2 separate regions of the Hordeum vulgare genome follow, and region 1 is linked to region 2. A link is a contact called in public Hi-C data. All regions are on one chromosome and are shown on one strand. Each heading gives the region's core, a stretch centred on a gene start, on an enhancer-like site or on the middle of the called end of the contact. The rest is flanking DNA. Distances are from core to core; before and after follow the strand shown. Region 1 has its middle 30 kb from the start of LOC123440262. Region 2 overlaps LOC123441914 (transcription factor PCF7-like).

The links. A called contact is a pair of places that touch in the nucleus more often than the background predicts.
Region 1: a contact with region 2 is called in a Hi-C map of seedling, with 8 times the contacts expected there. The contact joins two enhancer-like sites. A contact is called at or near these places in 2 of 6 Hi-C or Micro-C datasets (leaf and seedling).

What each region holds. Positions count from the first base shown.
Region 1 is chr3H:491,171,256-491,178,665 of MorexV3_pseudomolecules_assembly, forward strand. No RefSeq gene overlaps it. Among protein-coding and RNA genes, the nearest start is that of LOC123440262, 30 kb to the right of the region's middle. Within about 2 kb of position 2,011, at least 3 of the 3 cell types and tissues checked have open chromatin away from gene starts, as enhancers often do. A contact at or near this core is called in leaf and seedling, where this site is marked.
Region 2 is chr3H:490,933,423-490,941,235 of MorexV3_pseudomolecules_assembly, forward strand. LOC123441914 (transcription factor PCF7-like) reads left to right here. Exons shown (of 2, transcript XM_045118086.1): 2 at 4,020-5,609. The coding sequence ends at 5,264. Among protein-coding and RNA genes, the nearest start is that of LOC123441914, 7.9 kb to the left of the region's middle. Within about 2 kb of position 3,114, at least 3 of the 3 cell types and tissues checked have open chromatin away from gene starts, as enhancers often do. A contact at or near this core is called in leaf and seedling, where this site is marked.

The DNA of each region.
Region 1 (7,410 bases), core at 761-3,260, 240 kb after region 2:
AGCCCCCTTGGCCCGATCAATCATCGAGGTAAGGGCGTTTGACAGAATGTTAAATAGGAGGGGAGATATCGGATCACCCTGTTAGACACCTCTAGCATTTGAAAAAAACGGACCAACCACTCCGTTAATATTGATTCTTGTATGCCCCGACAGACTAGTTGCATCATCCAGCTTACCCATCTGCGATCAAAATCCTTTTTCTGAAGCATCTCTTTCAGGAAATCCCCTCTCACCCGGTCATACGCTTTCCCGAAATCAATCTTAGGATAAGCACTTTCTCCTTGGAATTCTTAAACTCGTGAATCACCTCATGTAGCACCATAATGTCATCGAGGATACTACGCCCTTCAATAAAGTTCATCTAACTAGGGTGTATGATTTTGTGGGCCACCGACGTCAAACGAGTTGTGGCCCCTTTCGCATACAATCAAATGCTCACATTAATCAATGTGATAGGTCTAAATTGGCGGGTATTTTCCGCCCCACAATCTTTGAGAGTACGTCAACACCCCATAGTTCAATATTTTTATGTCAATGAGACCTAAACAAAAACCATCAATTATGTGAAGCATCTGCGAGGCCACCAAATGCCAAAACGCCTATAAAAGATCACCAAAAAACTCGATGGGCCTGAAGCCGTATTACACCCCATTTCACCTAAGAGCCACTTGATGTATACATAATGTTTGTGCAAATACAAAAACAGAAAAATCTTAATGAGAGCTCCACAATAACTAGTTGTACATGAACTAACTCGGACACCCCCATACAAACAAACAAGTGAAATTGCCTATAGAAAAAATCGTATGACATCTTTGGTCGAGCTGTCCAAATCTAATATGCTATTCAACGTCGTCTTATATCGGTCCGTGGACCAGTCCAAACATCAATAATCCCATAAACCGAAACCAAACTTCAAGGGCTTTGCAGGAGTCCGAACATTCATCCCACCAATCAAAAGTCATCATGTACACTATCTACTCTCTGTCTGCCCATGTCGCTAGCATTTAGCGGAATTGTGCAATTGCAATGGTTAACTTTGCTTAGTTTATTTGCACTTGGCGGAAGGTGCTAAGGAATACTCCCTCCATCCCAAAAATTTTGTTTTAGATTTGTTTAGATATTCATAGTCATGTCTTAGTATTTTGATACATCCATTTCTAAAAAACCTATGACAAAAATTTTAGGACGAAGGGAGTATATTTTATTAAACAAATTTTGCAGTCATTTGACAAGTTGACGGAAAGCGCAGTTTCGTATTAGCTTCATTTGGTGATGCGCGTAGTAGCCTTCACATAACTAAATGCTTGTTGCTTTTAGCAGGTTCTTTTACTCAAATATTTGTTTTCTAATAGGTTCATTTTGTCAAATGTTTAGTTACTTCATCCGTTGATTTCACTGGAGATTACATACATATGTGTATAAATATATTTTAAAGTATATATTCACTCATTTTGTTTCGTATGTAGTCTGTAGTAAAATCTTTAAAAAGATTTATATTTAAAAACGGAGTAATGCTACATCCACAAAGGCTTACTTAAAGATTTTACGTACAAACTGATGTATAGGATTGTGATTGGTAATTGGGAGATGAGGGCCCTACCCCCACTGAAAAAATCAAGGGGGAGAGAAGAATTAGTTTGAAAGGTTAAGTAAACCTTTGTAAATCTTTGTAGGTCTAGCATTATTGTTAAAAATGAAGCATGTATGTGGAAATAGTGGGATAACCGGCTGTATCAGTGTTTGCGGACTGATCCTTCCGACCCACAAAGCGGTGTCCAGTTTGCGGATCGCGTTACAGCATCTCCAGCGCAGTGCTCTAGCTTCGATGGCAATGGCATCTCTCGGCCGCGCGGGCGCGCATCTTCGTCGGTCTCTTTGCCTGTCCACAGAGGCGCCAGTGCCCGACGACGCTGACGCGTTGCTTTTTCACGAATACAAGATACGGTGGCGCTTTCAACCGAACCATGAACCACCGCACCTGCTCGCCCGAGTTTCGTTTGCCCGCCCGGCCGACCCCAGACTAGATAGCTAGCGCAGGCCCAGCTCGGGGGAATCTGCATTGCATTCGATCGACGTCACATCATCGATCGAGCACGGCGCTTTCGAGGATTCGACGAACGGGGGCATATTCTGCTCCTTCCTACAAAGCCGGCCCGGTGTCAACGTCGCCACGTCAACAATGCATGGTGGATCTGATGCTCTCATGGCAAAGCCGCCAAAAGATGGCCTGTCCGCGATCGTGCTAGCTGCCTGCAGTGACAGATTGTCTCTCGAAAAGACGAATCATGTTGTTTTGATGTGGTGAAACTCGAGGTGGGCGCGAGCATATATCGAGATCGATCTGCCCATGTTCGGATGGAGCGATCATTAGACATAGATTTAGTTGGACTAAAGCATAGGAATGTCACCAACGCTGACCCCTAAACCTGCCGCATACATTCATACCGCATTGAAAGCCATGCGGCCATGTGTCAGTTTTTGTGTGGTCTAAATATATTTTCTTTCGTAAACCGAAGACAAATGCAAAGAGGTCTGTATGAGTTCAGACCGCTCTCAAGCCCGCTTCTAGCGCCCTGACCCACCCAAAATTTCTTCTCCATCCGCAAGCTTTCTGTCAGCGTCCGCATTCATGCCCGGTTAGAACGGACACAACTGCACACTCACGCCGGTATTGAAGTGACGCGCCGGTCAAGAGAGCGCTGTTCATGTCCCTCTCGAGTGCACGCGACTGATGCGCGTTCGAACGACACGACGGCCGGCCACCCATACGTCAATCCACATTGGTGGCATGCGGTTGCCAAAGCGTCTCCGCTAGCACCACCCGTTTGTCCCTCTGTTGCCCACCATTGTTATATAAAGCATTGCCCCAGTCATAGATGCAGTCATCCGCCTCCGATACCTCTCCGCACCACTCCCATCATGGATTCCTCTCCCACCAAAACTCTTTGGGACAGGCTGGCATCGGACCAGAAGAAGGAGATGGCCAGCAGACAGCCAAAGGATGACGACGTCCAAATTAAGGACGCTTTCAATGACGAACTAGCGCCACTCTCCTCCTCCTCTGCGTCACCCTCACCGGTGCATTGCACCAGGGCCATGGGCAAGGCTCGTGCCCATTACATGGACATGGTATGAGAGGAGCATGAGGAGCACTTCCGGGAGGCACGGGTCCACACCGCCTACAACCACCACCTCCTTGAGGGGCACGTGCAGGCGGAAGAGCAGCTCGCCGTCGGCAGGGCAGTCGCGCCGGACGCGGACCTGCAGGAGCAGGAGGGACTGCTCGAGTCATACCACTCTGCCTGCCTCGCCCGTTGGCGGTATCGTCAGCGGGTGGCGGAGGTGGCGGACGTCTACAAGGAGTGTGACGACGCGGGCGAGGCAACGTTTGGCGAGACCAACGACGAGGAGTAGGACATCGCCGAGGCCGAGCCCTACCGCGATGACCATGAAGCTGGCACCTCCACGCGTGAGTAGTGCACGGTAGGTCGCCGCCGCTCGGGTCCCAAGAAGGCAGTCGCTCCTCCCCTCAGTTGAAAGAAAGCTTGGCGGACTCAACATTGTCGGTCGATTAGCCGCTTGGCGCAGACAGCTTCATTTCCCGAGGCTCCGAAGAAGGAGGTCACGGAGGTGGAGCTGGAGTAGACAAAGCTTCAGTTTTCAGGGCTCATGGCGGGACACGGGAAATGGGTGCTGGCTATCACAGATTAGGTGTATTAGTTATACCTCTAGAGTCGGATGAACACCTTTTAGTTGATGTAAATGTAATGAAATCCGTTATTTTTATATGATATTTGTAATGTTTGTATGAAATACGATTGTATTTACATGAATTCAGTCTTGTTTGCACGAATTCTGTTCGATCGATTCGAAATGTATGCGGCTATGATTGGGTGGCGGGCTCCCTTGTCCGTGCCCACGGACGGACACCTAAGGAAACTAAGATACCCTAAGAGCAAATTTAAGTATGGCTTTGCATCTTTCGATGCCCTAAGAGCAAAATTAAGTATGGTTCTGCATCCCACTCTTTTTCTAAAAACAAAGGTATGTGTGTGTTGTCTTAGCGGACTTTTTTATATTCTTGCTACTAGTCGTATGAACTTTTTTTTAGATAAATGGCCATCATGGCCAGTTAATGGTCTATTTAGGATACATTTAGATATGTTTTAATTATTACATATCAAAATGACTTAATCAAGCATAAAAGAAAGAAATACTCACATTAACCTCCGCGTAAAATGAATGATATAGAATTTAGATGTGCAATAATTATGAAATATCTAGATGTGTTTTAATAAAACTGTAACTAAAAACATTACATCGTTCGCCAAAACGGGAACCATTCGGTCTAACCAGTCTCGGCTCTAGCACCTTGATACAAGCCAGAATAGCCTCACTGGATCAATATTCCCGGAAATAACAGCGTTGGTGAACCAGTTGACACTTGATCTCTCATCAAACAGTTTGGTGGGGCCAATACCTAGGGAGATTCGTCAACTGGAAAATCAGGAATTGCTAATTTAGAGACAGAATGGTCTTAATGGAAGCATTCCAGAAGAGATTGGTAACCTGAAGCTGCTAAAAGTTCTTCAACTCCCCAAATGCAAGTTCACAGGCACCATCCCTTGGTCAATTGGTGGTCTCAAAAGTTTCAAGGAACTTGATATATCAGAGAACAACTTCAATGCTGAACTGCCAACATCTGTCGGTGAGCTGGGCAATCTAATTCGGCTGTTTGCAAAGGTGCTGGGCTCAGTGGGAGCGTACCAAAAGAGCTTAGTAACTCATACGATCTGAGCGGGCACTCTTTGTTTTCTTGCTAGTTGTATGAACCTTTAGTTTTTTGAGGGTGTATGAACCCTTAGAGCATCTTTAGCAGGCCCTGTAAAAACGCAAATTGTAAAATTAAGATATGAATCGAAAAAAAGGCATTTTAAAGATTTATTTTAGCTACGTTCGAACAGAAATTGTAAAAAACTGTACAACTGTGATATACAGCTCCTTCCTCCGGTCCGCCGCCCGCCGCCCATTCCTTCAGCCGGCCGTGTCGGCCATGTCGGACGCGTCCAACCCCGCCGGTCGCGCCCCGTTGCCCATCGGCCACGTCCCATCACCCGTCGTCCATGCCCCGTCGCCCGTCGGACGCGCCCCGTCCCCGCCGACCGCACCCCAGCACCACGTCGGCGGCGCCCAGCCTCACCGACCACGCCTTGTCGCCTGCCGGCCTTGCACCGTCGCCTCCGTCGTCAACGCGTTGCTATGTTGCCAGCCACGCCGGCCGAGCCTTGCCCCTTTGCCTGCCGCGCTAGGAGAATTTCGACAGCCAGGCCGAGGTCATGGGAGGCCATTGCGAGGTCGAGCTCGTCCAATTCAAACCGCTGACGATCGACTGCGGCGCCCAATGGCCTTTTCCAGCGTGTGGTGATGAATTCCGGCGAGTTTAGGGCGGATTCTGGCAAACTCCGCGGTGGCGTGCTTGCTCGGATGAGGTTTGACCGGTATACGGGCCCCTAGAATCGACCTTCCAACCTTCAAAAATAAGGTTTTCGGATGTGGTTTTTTTGTGCCCCTTAAAAAAATTACGGATTGGACCACTTTTTGGTTCCTGCATAATTTTTGCCATCAAAACTGTAAAACGCAAATCTTTTACGGGTTTAACCATTTATACGGGATCTGTTAGAAATGCTCTTAGTTCGTGGGACACGCCTATAGGTGGATAGATGTGAGTTCGATGGTAGCCTCGGGCTGGCCCAAGGTACGCAAGAATTCACTTCATTTATTTTCCTATTTTCACCTGTTTTTATTTATCTATAAATTTTTTTTTATACATTCAAATATTCCAAACGTATATATTACAAAATATAATTTACATATTTTTTTTGAAAAATGTAATTATGTATTTAAAAATGTTAAATGTGTATAAAAAATGTTTACGATGTATATGAAAAATGTATCAAAAATGTACAATGAGGATGAAAAAAAGTAGAAATAAATTTTTTTGAAAATTTTAATCATTTATTTACAAAAATTTAAACATCTAGGTTTTCGTTGATGTACAAAGGAAATATATGACGCGGATGAAAAAGGTTAGACATATAGAAATAAATGTTTTCTAAAAATGTTGATCATCTGTTTAAAAAATGTTAAACATGTACAAACAATGTTCTTGATGTATACCAAAAATGTACAACACGTAATAAAAATGATCATAGAAACATAATATTAATCGTGTATCAAACAAATGTTAGTAAAATATTCAAAATATGTCAAATATGCATAAACAAAATGTTCTTGGTGTATACCGAAAATGTAATATTTATACAAAAAAAATTTCATAAAGAGGAAATGTTCTAATACACTGTTAATCATCTATTTCAAAAATATTAAATGTTTGCAAAAAAATGTCGGTGATGTATACAGAAAATGTAGAACATGTATTAAAAAAGTTTGAACATTAAAAAATAAAATCCAAAAACTGTTGATCGTGTATAGAAAAGTTTACCTATATATTTTAAGAATGTTAATCATGTAAGAAAATATTACTCCGGATATATACCGAAATTGTGCAATGTGTATAAAAAATAGTCATCAAACATTAATTATTTTAAATATCAATCATGTATTTGCAAAATTTAACTATGTAAATAAATGTTTCTAGAGTATATGTCAAAAGTATGAATGCATAAAAAATATAGACATGTGTTGAAGGAAAATCAAAGAAAAATGGTGAAGACCAAAGAAACGACAGAAAGAAACAAAACAAGCGCCCCAGAAAATCAAAAAACCCAAAACTATGAAAACGCTTGAGGAAACAAACAAATAAAAAATATAAGGAAATGAAGAAAGTTGTTGAAAATAAGAAAAGAAACAGAAAAAGGTAAATAAAGATAATAGGAGAGAAAAGAAAAAAAAACCCAAAGAAAGAGAGCAAAAAGAAAATCCAAGAAAAAAAGGAAACAGGAAAGACAAAAAAACACTGAAAAAGTAATAATAACCGAGAGAAAAACTTAAAAACACAGAAAAATAAAGAAAACAAAAATAAGGTATACCCGTTAAGAAATTAAAATGGATTACAGAACAAAAAAAAACTATGCTAAAGGTGAAGAACAAACCTACACAAAAAAAACACGAACTAAGCCCAGCGAATGAAGCTCGGTGAACCCACATGAAACACACCGAATCTCGACCTAATAATAATAAAGCATCGATCGCTTCTGATTGTACGTTGTCGGTGATTTTACAAATATGTCTCTATACTTTTTTGAATTCAGCATGCACTCTTATTTTAAGTGAAAAAACAAAACATTTTTTTGGATTGAACACAAAAACCCTTACACTTTCAGGCAATCAATCCGCATTTCACTTTTAAGTGACAAATTAAATTTTTTTTGTTTTTTTACAAAAAGC
Region 2 (7,813 bases), core at 1,864-4,363:
GATCAATAGCGGAACCGTGGATATCCATATTGACCTTTATACCAACACAAATGGATATTCGAGTGAACCTTTAGTGTCGGGGAAGTAGTTGAAGTAGAGGGTGAAGACCACCACGAAAAGGGAGCACTTGTGCCGAGGCGCTCCTCAAAAACATTATCGCCCTTCTCCCGATGCATGATCACAAAGGGCAGGGTTCTGAAGGCCCGCTCTACCAAATGATCGGGCATGCGATTGATGGGATGGGATCACCGAAAGTAGCTACATTGAGTGGAACAGTAGAGGACGACTACGGTTCTGCGTGAGGAGGGAATCAGAGTGTTGACCGGAGTTACCAATGCCTTTTTAGACAATCTCGTGAAGCTTTTATTAGGTCGTCACAATGTTTGCAAGGACAAACATAGGATCATCGGATTGGTCTAACCAAACATGATGGCCAACCCTCAAATGTAAAGCATGTTTCCTTAAATTATGAGGCTTGAAATTCAAGCTCCTAAACTTGTGGACAAGATATATAGGCCGTTGAGTAGGGAGTCGCGGGCCTGCTTAGGCCCACGACCTAGTCGGCAAATAATCCATGACACTTCCATTAATGACCCATAATAAATCACAGGTTAACTAACCGTTCCTGAGTGACAGAAATATAGCACATCAGTGGCGGATCCATAATTTGAAGTTACCAGGGGCGGGTTTTTTGAAGCCATGATGCAATAAAAGAAGACAGTCAAAATTATTTGACCGAGTCATATGAATCCAAGCAAGATGACCACCGCAATGAACAATTCAAAGTAGTTTCATTCTTAAGGGAAAAAATATATAACGTGACAAAAAATCATATAAGGTCTGCTTCATCTTCATCTTCTTAGGTTCGCATGACATCAAATTTGGTAATTAACGTTCAAAAATTTGGCTAAAGTAAAAAAGAATTTAAAAATATATAGAAGTATGAGAGAAGAAGGTTGGTGATGCCAAGAACGAGAATGAATAAACTTGTTGTTGCTCTCTCTGTTGGCTGATCGGTTAGAGATATAAACAGGGAGGCTGCCGATCCTGCCTCTCCCATGGATGACCATAGGAACACGTGGGTTCTTCTCCTTCCCCTTCGAGCACTGTCAGTTGGGGAAGGAGCCGGGCAGGCTCGCGGCAAGGCTACCGACCGACAGCCTAGGGCGCCGCATCTTGGACGCGAGGCAGCACCTGAAGGCGGCGTGATCTAGGAATACATATTGCCTAATATGGTTTCCTATCGACAGAATTGGTAATACAAGAACTTTACAGAAACTTAGGGGCTCACGAAGTCACCTGCAAGTGGGCCTTAGTCAATGGCCCATCTTTTCAACTTACAAGCTAATCGTTATCTTCTCGTCTTCCTGCTCGTAAATACATCTCCAATCCAACATACATGCCGATCTATACGAGAGCTACTCTCCCTCCCATTGACGTTGCAAAAAGCAAGAGGGGTACCATATGTTTAGAAAATTTACCCGGGGCGACCGACCCTACATGACCCTACACTGGATCCGCCCCTGTAGCACATCCATGACATAGGTCTAAACTCGGCTCGATCACGAAACACGATGCGCGTGTGGGGCACAAGGCGGAGGAGAAACACACATGCATCACTCCTCTTCTCAAGTTTCAATAGCATGTAGAAGAGAATCATTTGTAAACATGTCTCAACTCTAGTGGTATGGTAGTAAACTTTCCTCCATGTCATAATGGTCTTAGAGATTAACCAAAAAATATTGTGTATGTGAGCGTAGTGTCCATCTATAATTCAAAACAATTATCAATTTCATTGTGAATGATGTTGGGAGCTATGCTCCTCAACTTGATTTATTTTATGTAGGTGACATTTTTTAGTTTAAAATTGTTTTACTTTAGCATGGCCACAACTGCATCAACAATCTAACTGCAATGTATTCCCTCTGTCCTAAAATTCTTGTCTTAAATTTATCTAAATATGAATTTATGTAGTCATATTTTAGTATTTACATACATTTATCTCTAGATAAATCTAAGACAAGAATTTTAGAACGAAGGGAGTAATTAACTATTGATTGAAACCAGTAATGGAGCCGTGTGGAGTCCATAGTCCCATCTATACCTTCCGTTTCTAAGTATAAATCGCTTTGAAGATTTCACTACGGACTACGGACTACGTATTAATGTATATAGATATATTTTAAAATATTTATTTATTTATTTTGCTTCGTAATTTATATTGAAATCTCTAACATTTAGAAACGAAGGGAGTAATAAGTATGAAGTACTAGTACTATTTGTCATTTATACTAGTACTATTCAGCATGCAAACAAAAATCGACGGGGCTGTGTGGTTCGTGGACCTAGCTTTGTTAGCTACTCGCATTGATGTCCGGCAACGTGCCAGTCCTTAGCGGAAGGCTTTGCCCTGGCGCCCATCGCTGACAGACAAGATGAAGAAGGGGGAAGACCTGTATTCAGAAACTTCATGGGACATATTTCTTTCGGGCAAGGAGAGATTAGCCTAGTTTAGCAAACCTAAGCCGAGTAGAGGAGGCAGGACGTGACACAGCACGAGAGGACGGACCAGTGAAGCCAATTGTCTAGCCGGCCCAAATAATTGGCGCGTCTGCATTGAATACATGCGAGCAAGAGTTGATGGATCTAGCGTGTAGAGTAGCTAGCTGCATCCCGGCGCGCGTGTTGCAACCTACTCGTCGCGCGCGCAGTGCGTAGTTAATGGTGGAGGAACTGTACCTCTGTGATGGCGCGGTCGGCCGCCTCACCACATCACACCACGCCTCTACACACCTAGGCTTGGTACAAGCCTCTTATCTACACACCTAGAGCACGGCACACACATGCCGGTTATTAATCGATTGGACAGGTCAAAATTTGTGCTCGTGTTTTTCACCAGGAAAACGTTCGTTTCTCTGGCCGGGATCAGATGTAAGTAGTTACCGTACTATTACCCGCGTACAGTACATGCATGCTACAGTACGCATATATACGGCCGTGGTGCTTAACGAAGAAACAAGAAGATCTGGGTGCATGCATGAGCATGACACAGTCACAGTCGTGCGCAACTTTGCAATAGAATAGACATGACACAACAGTACACAATCAGCCGGCAGCGTATATGATGCTGTATGTGCGTGGGCCATACCCACTGGACTGGAGCATGCAGTCTTTAGTCGCCAAAGCAAAGAGCGAGGGCGCGATTTAATGTCCCGTGCAATTGAATTGAATTAAAATCGGCAAAACTGAAGCAGGGAGAGGGACGTGATCCCCGCCAGAGTTTCTGTCCTCCGCCCTGACTTGGCCTGCATGCCCTGCGCCTCTGCCCTCTCGCTCTCGCCCTGCATCATCCTACCAATCTATACTTCCATAGACTCTCTCTCTCTCTCCCTCTCAACACTTTACCCGCTGTCATAATAAAACTGGGAGCATGCATGGAGGAGAGATGCTCTCCTAAACTCAAGCAGCACCACATGTCCTTCTCTCTCAGGGTTTACATATAGAGAGGAGTATGTGGGTAAGAAATACTACTACTAGTAGTAGAAGCATAATAATGATCCCCCTTTTGGATGGAGCGTCACTCACTCCCTCTCTAGATCTTCTTTCGCCCCTCTCTCTCTCCCATCGGATCGATCCGAGTGTGAGCTTAGCTAGCACACAAAGAGCTAGATTGCCAAGATAAGATCTACGCTGCACTCACTGCCCTCTTTTGCTTGTCACTTTCGCAAAAGGGAGGCAGCAGGCCGGCCGACTAGCTAGCGAGCGAGCAGCTACTAAGCTTGCTTGTGTGGTTCCGCCGTGGCCATTAAAATCTTTGGGTTTTCCCTCCCTCGGCCGGTGTCAAGCTGAGAGCTAGGCGCAGCACAAGAGATATGCCAATCCCATGCAGGAATAGTACTAGCTAGTATTTCGTCCTGCGATTAACTATCAGGCCTGGCCGGCTGCCCCTTTCTTCCAGTTCCCGGCCGGTTGGTTTGTTGTTGGTGGGGTGTGGGCGGGGGAGTGTAAGATTGAGGTAGCTCAAGCTGGAGGAGGACAAGAACCGGTTGTCCAAGGGCTTAGACCCTTGGAGCAACCCTACCGCCGCCGCCACCACCAGCACCCTGCACTACCTGCTCCAGGAGAAGGAGAGAGCGCAGGCGCAGGCGCAGCTCCAGATCTACCACCAGCAAGGCTTCGGAGGCTACCTCCACCAGCACCGGAGGCAGCAGCAGGCAGCTGGGGAAGGCGCCGATGGCGGCAGCAGCGGCGAGTCCACGCCGGTGGCGGACGCCCTGGCGACGGCATTCGGCAGCGGGCGCATCGTGCGGTCCGCGGCCGGCCGCAAGGACAGGCACAGCAAGGTGTGCACCGCGCGTGGGCTGCGCGACCGCCGCGTCCGCCTCGCCGCGCACACCGCCATCCGCTTCTACGACGTGCAGGACCGCCTCGGCTACGACCGCCCCAGCAAGGCCGTCGACTGGCTCATCCGCAACGCCAAGGCCGCCATCGAGGAGCTCCCCGACCGGCCCGAGGAGGCGCCGCCCACCGCGGAGCCGGAGCCAGTGGCCGCCGAGCAGATGTCTGAGCACGTGACCTCAACGTCGTCCTACGGGTTCGGCAACCCCGGAGGTACTGCCATGACCAACTCCTTCCTTCAACATCCACTTGGCGCAGACCAAGTCTCCGACAACGTCAAGTCCTTGTTTCCTTCCTCGTCCACGGCCACCGCCAGTGGCCACGACGAGTACCGGGGCTCCCCGCCGGACCTCCTGTCTCGCACAACCAGCAGCCAGCCGCAGGAGCTGTGCCTTACACTCCAGTCCAACCAGCATAACATCTTTACCCATGTATCTCCCAACCATCACGGTATCATCTCGGGTGCAGGCGTTCCAGGTTGGCCAGACCACGGCCAGAGAATGCCATCGTCGACATGGCATGCCTCAGACAACAACGTGGGAGAGGGCCGTGGCGCCGGCGGCAACGGCGACAGCTACATGTTTGCAGGCATCCCCGCGCGGCAAGGGCTGGAGCAAGGCCACCTCTTCTCGTCCAACGGGGAAACCCTTCAGTCCAGTGCCGGCTGGGCCGCGTCTGCCCGCGCTTGGCTAGACCCTCTAGCCGGAATCCACCAGCCGTCGGCAATGTCTGGGCAGATCGGATTCAGCCATCTGGTTGGCGGCGGCGGCGGCGGCGGGTTTATGGGGTTCCTCGCGCCGGCTGCACAGCGGCTCCAGCTCCAGGGCGAGGAGGAGGAAGGAAGCGACGTGATGCGAAGAGACTGATGAACCGGCCGGCGCATGAGGTGTGAGATTTCTGTTAACACGCTTCATTTGATCCGGTGCTCAGTTGTATGTCATTTTATGTAGGGGTTTATGTCATCGGATTTGTCATTAGCTGTTACTACTTTTATATTATTCATTCATGCATGTTCAACTCTGGCTTACAGTACTACGTACTAGTAGTAGTTAAGACTTAAGAGTACGTTCCCTTGGACCTGGACAGCTTCACTGTTGCATTAGTTGCTGCTGTTGCTATTTCCTCCCCTTTAATTTATTCTCGGCATGGACAAGACACGGTGATGATGAGATGAAACAATCTGATGATCTCGATGGTTTGCCTCCTTTGGATATTTTATTGTTTCTTTTCTGACTAGTACTAGCTCTAAGGAATATTCAAAGACTTCTAGCAAATTTAAAGGTTGTCGTTCGTCCCTAGCTTACATACATCCTGATGATTCCATAAAGGCCCCTAAATTTCTGCAGCCCCCAGTAATATCTAGGCAATGCAGAGGCCAGCAAAAGGAAGTTACTACTAGTAAAATATAAATAGCTTAAAATATAGCTGAACTGAGAAAGTATTTGATCCACTACTGTAGCTGTTAGGAGGGGCAAGTGTAGTGGAAATGCTGTTTGTTGCTTCTGCTATGTCCATGCTGATAATGATAGGGCAGCAGGCAGGAGGAAGGGCGGAGATCTGCTCTCTATGCCTCTATTATTGGAAGTGAGTGGCATCTTTACCTCTTCGCTTTCTCTTCTTTTCCTTCCACTGTTTGGGGGTATCTTTTTACTCACCGGACTCTGAATCTTCTGAAATTGCATGCTGCATGTCGACGTACCGTACTTCTGACAGTTGCATGAAAGAGGCTGAGACAGCAACAACTAACAAAACAGTTTGGATACTCTAACGAGGTTAGAGTTAAATTCTAACTCTAAACTAACCTTCTAAATGTAAACTAATCCTGAATTAACTTTAATCAAAAAGGTGTTTGGGTGGCAGGGTTAGATTGTCAATAAATGCATTTTTTTCAATCATTTGACTCTTATAACCAGGATTTGATGTGGTGGACTAAGGAAAAATAACTTTTTCCGGGCCCCATCTAACTCTACCCCAAATAAACACCTCTTGGATAGGTTAGTTCTTTTGGGTGGGTTAGATGGATCTAACCAACTCTAACTCTCCTATTTGGATGTTTTGGGATTAGTTTGATCCAATCTAACCAACTCTAACTCTAACCCATGGATCCAAACAGGACCAACATCCGCCTAGTTTGGCAGTGGCTCATCGGTGTTTCTTTCTAATTGTTTCAATCTTGGGCTAGGCACTTGATTAATTGCATATTGCACTCTTCTGATTTCTGGGGAAAATATTGCACTTGATTTCTGATTTGTGAATTTGTTAATTGCGCCTTTCCCCGCAAAAACAAATAAGACACCCAATAATTAATATATCACATCATAGTAGAACATAGATGCAGTTTAACTAAGCTCGAGCTCATATGAGCTTGGATGAATAGTAAAATCTAAAACTTTTGAAGACAAAAGCATACAATGTTGGATTTTATTGTGGCAAACTTTGATAGATGTTTTCGATGCTTGCAAAGTTTCCTCATAGAATTACATTCGTGGCAATCATGGCAGAAAAACTAAAATCGATGCTCCAAATAAGTTGTTTTCAAAAGCATTTTGGTGATTAATTTTTTAGTTTTTGTCATGACTTCCATCAATGTCATTCCACAATGAAACTTTGCAAATATTGAAACAGTTGCCAAAGTTAAAAATGAGAATTTTTTTATTTTTTTCAGAGTCTTACTGTTCACCTAAGGTCATCTGAGCTAGAGCTGAAAAAGACACTTTCCATTAAAATAGGTGTTATTTTGATAAGTCAAAATTCACTATTCCAGCCACCGGGTTGAATAAGTGGATCCAGTCTACATGATAGTTAGTTTATTCATGAAAGTGAAACTTACGCTCAGTTTGTGGTTGTTAAATGTGTGTTCAGCTAAAGCGTACCATAGTCTGTTGTTAAAAATAGACAGAAAGGTTTTTTTTTTGGGGGGGGGGGGGGGGGGGGGTATTATGGACGTCCATCTTAGTATGTCTTGCATCATGATATGCGTAGACCAGAAACTATCGGGGCTTCAGTTACATATTACCTATAATTTTTGAATGATTTTGCACACCACATTACCTCCTCTCCCCTTCCCTAGTAGTATATAATTATTATATTATGTTGTTTTTTATTTGAAGTATAGGGCAAAATTGAGTCCATTAGCCCCATGAATCTATTTGGAAACCATGAAGCCATGCCCTAACAAAGAATATTATAAAAATCATGTGGTCTACATCATATGATCAAACATGCATGTAGTTCTTGAACACATAATATATGCAATTTTACTAAGGTTGCATACCTAGGTTGGGTTTTGGATTGAGCTTACCAAAGCCCGGCATGAAAATACCGAACCAGATCTAGCTTAGCCCAAAAACAGTTAAATAGTGAGTTTTGTTTAACTGAATCATTTTAAGATACCAAATAAATACAGATTTTACCG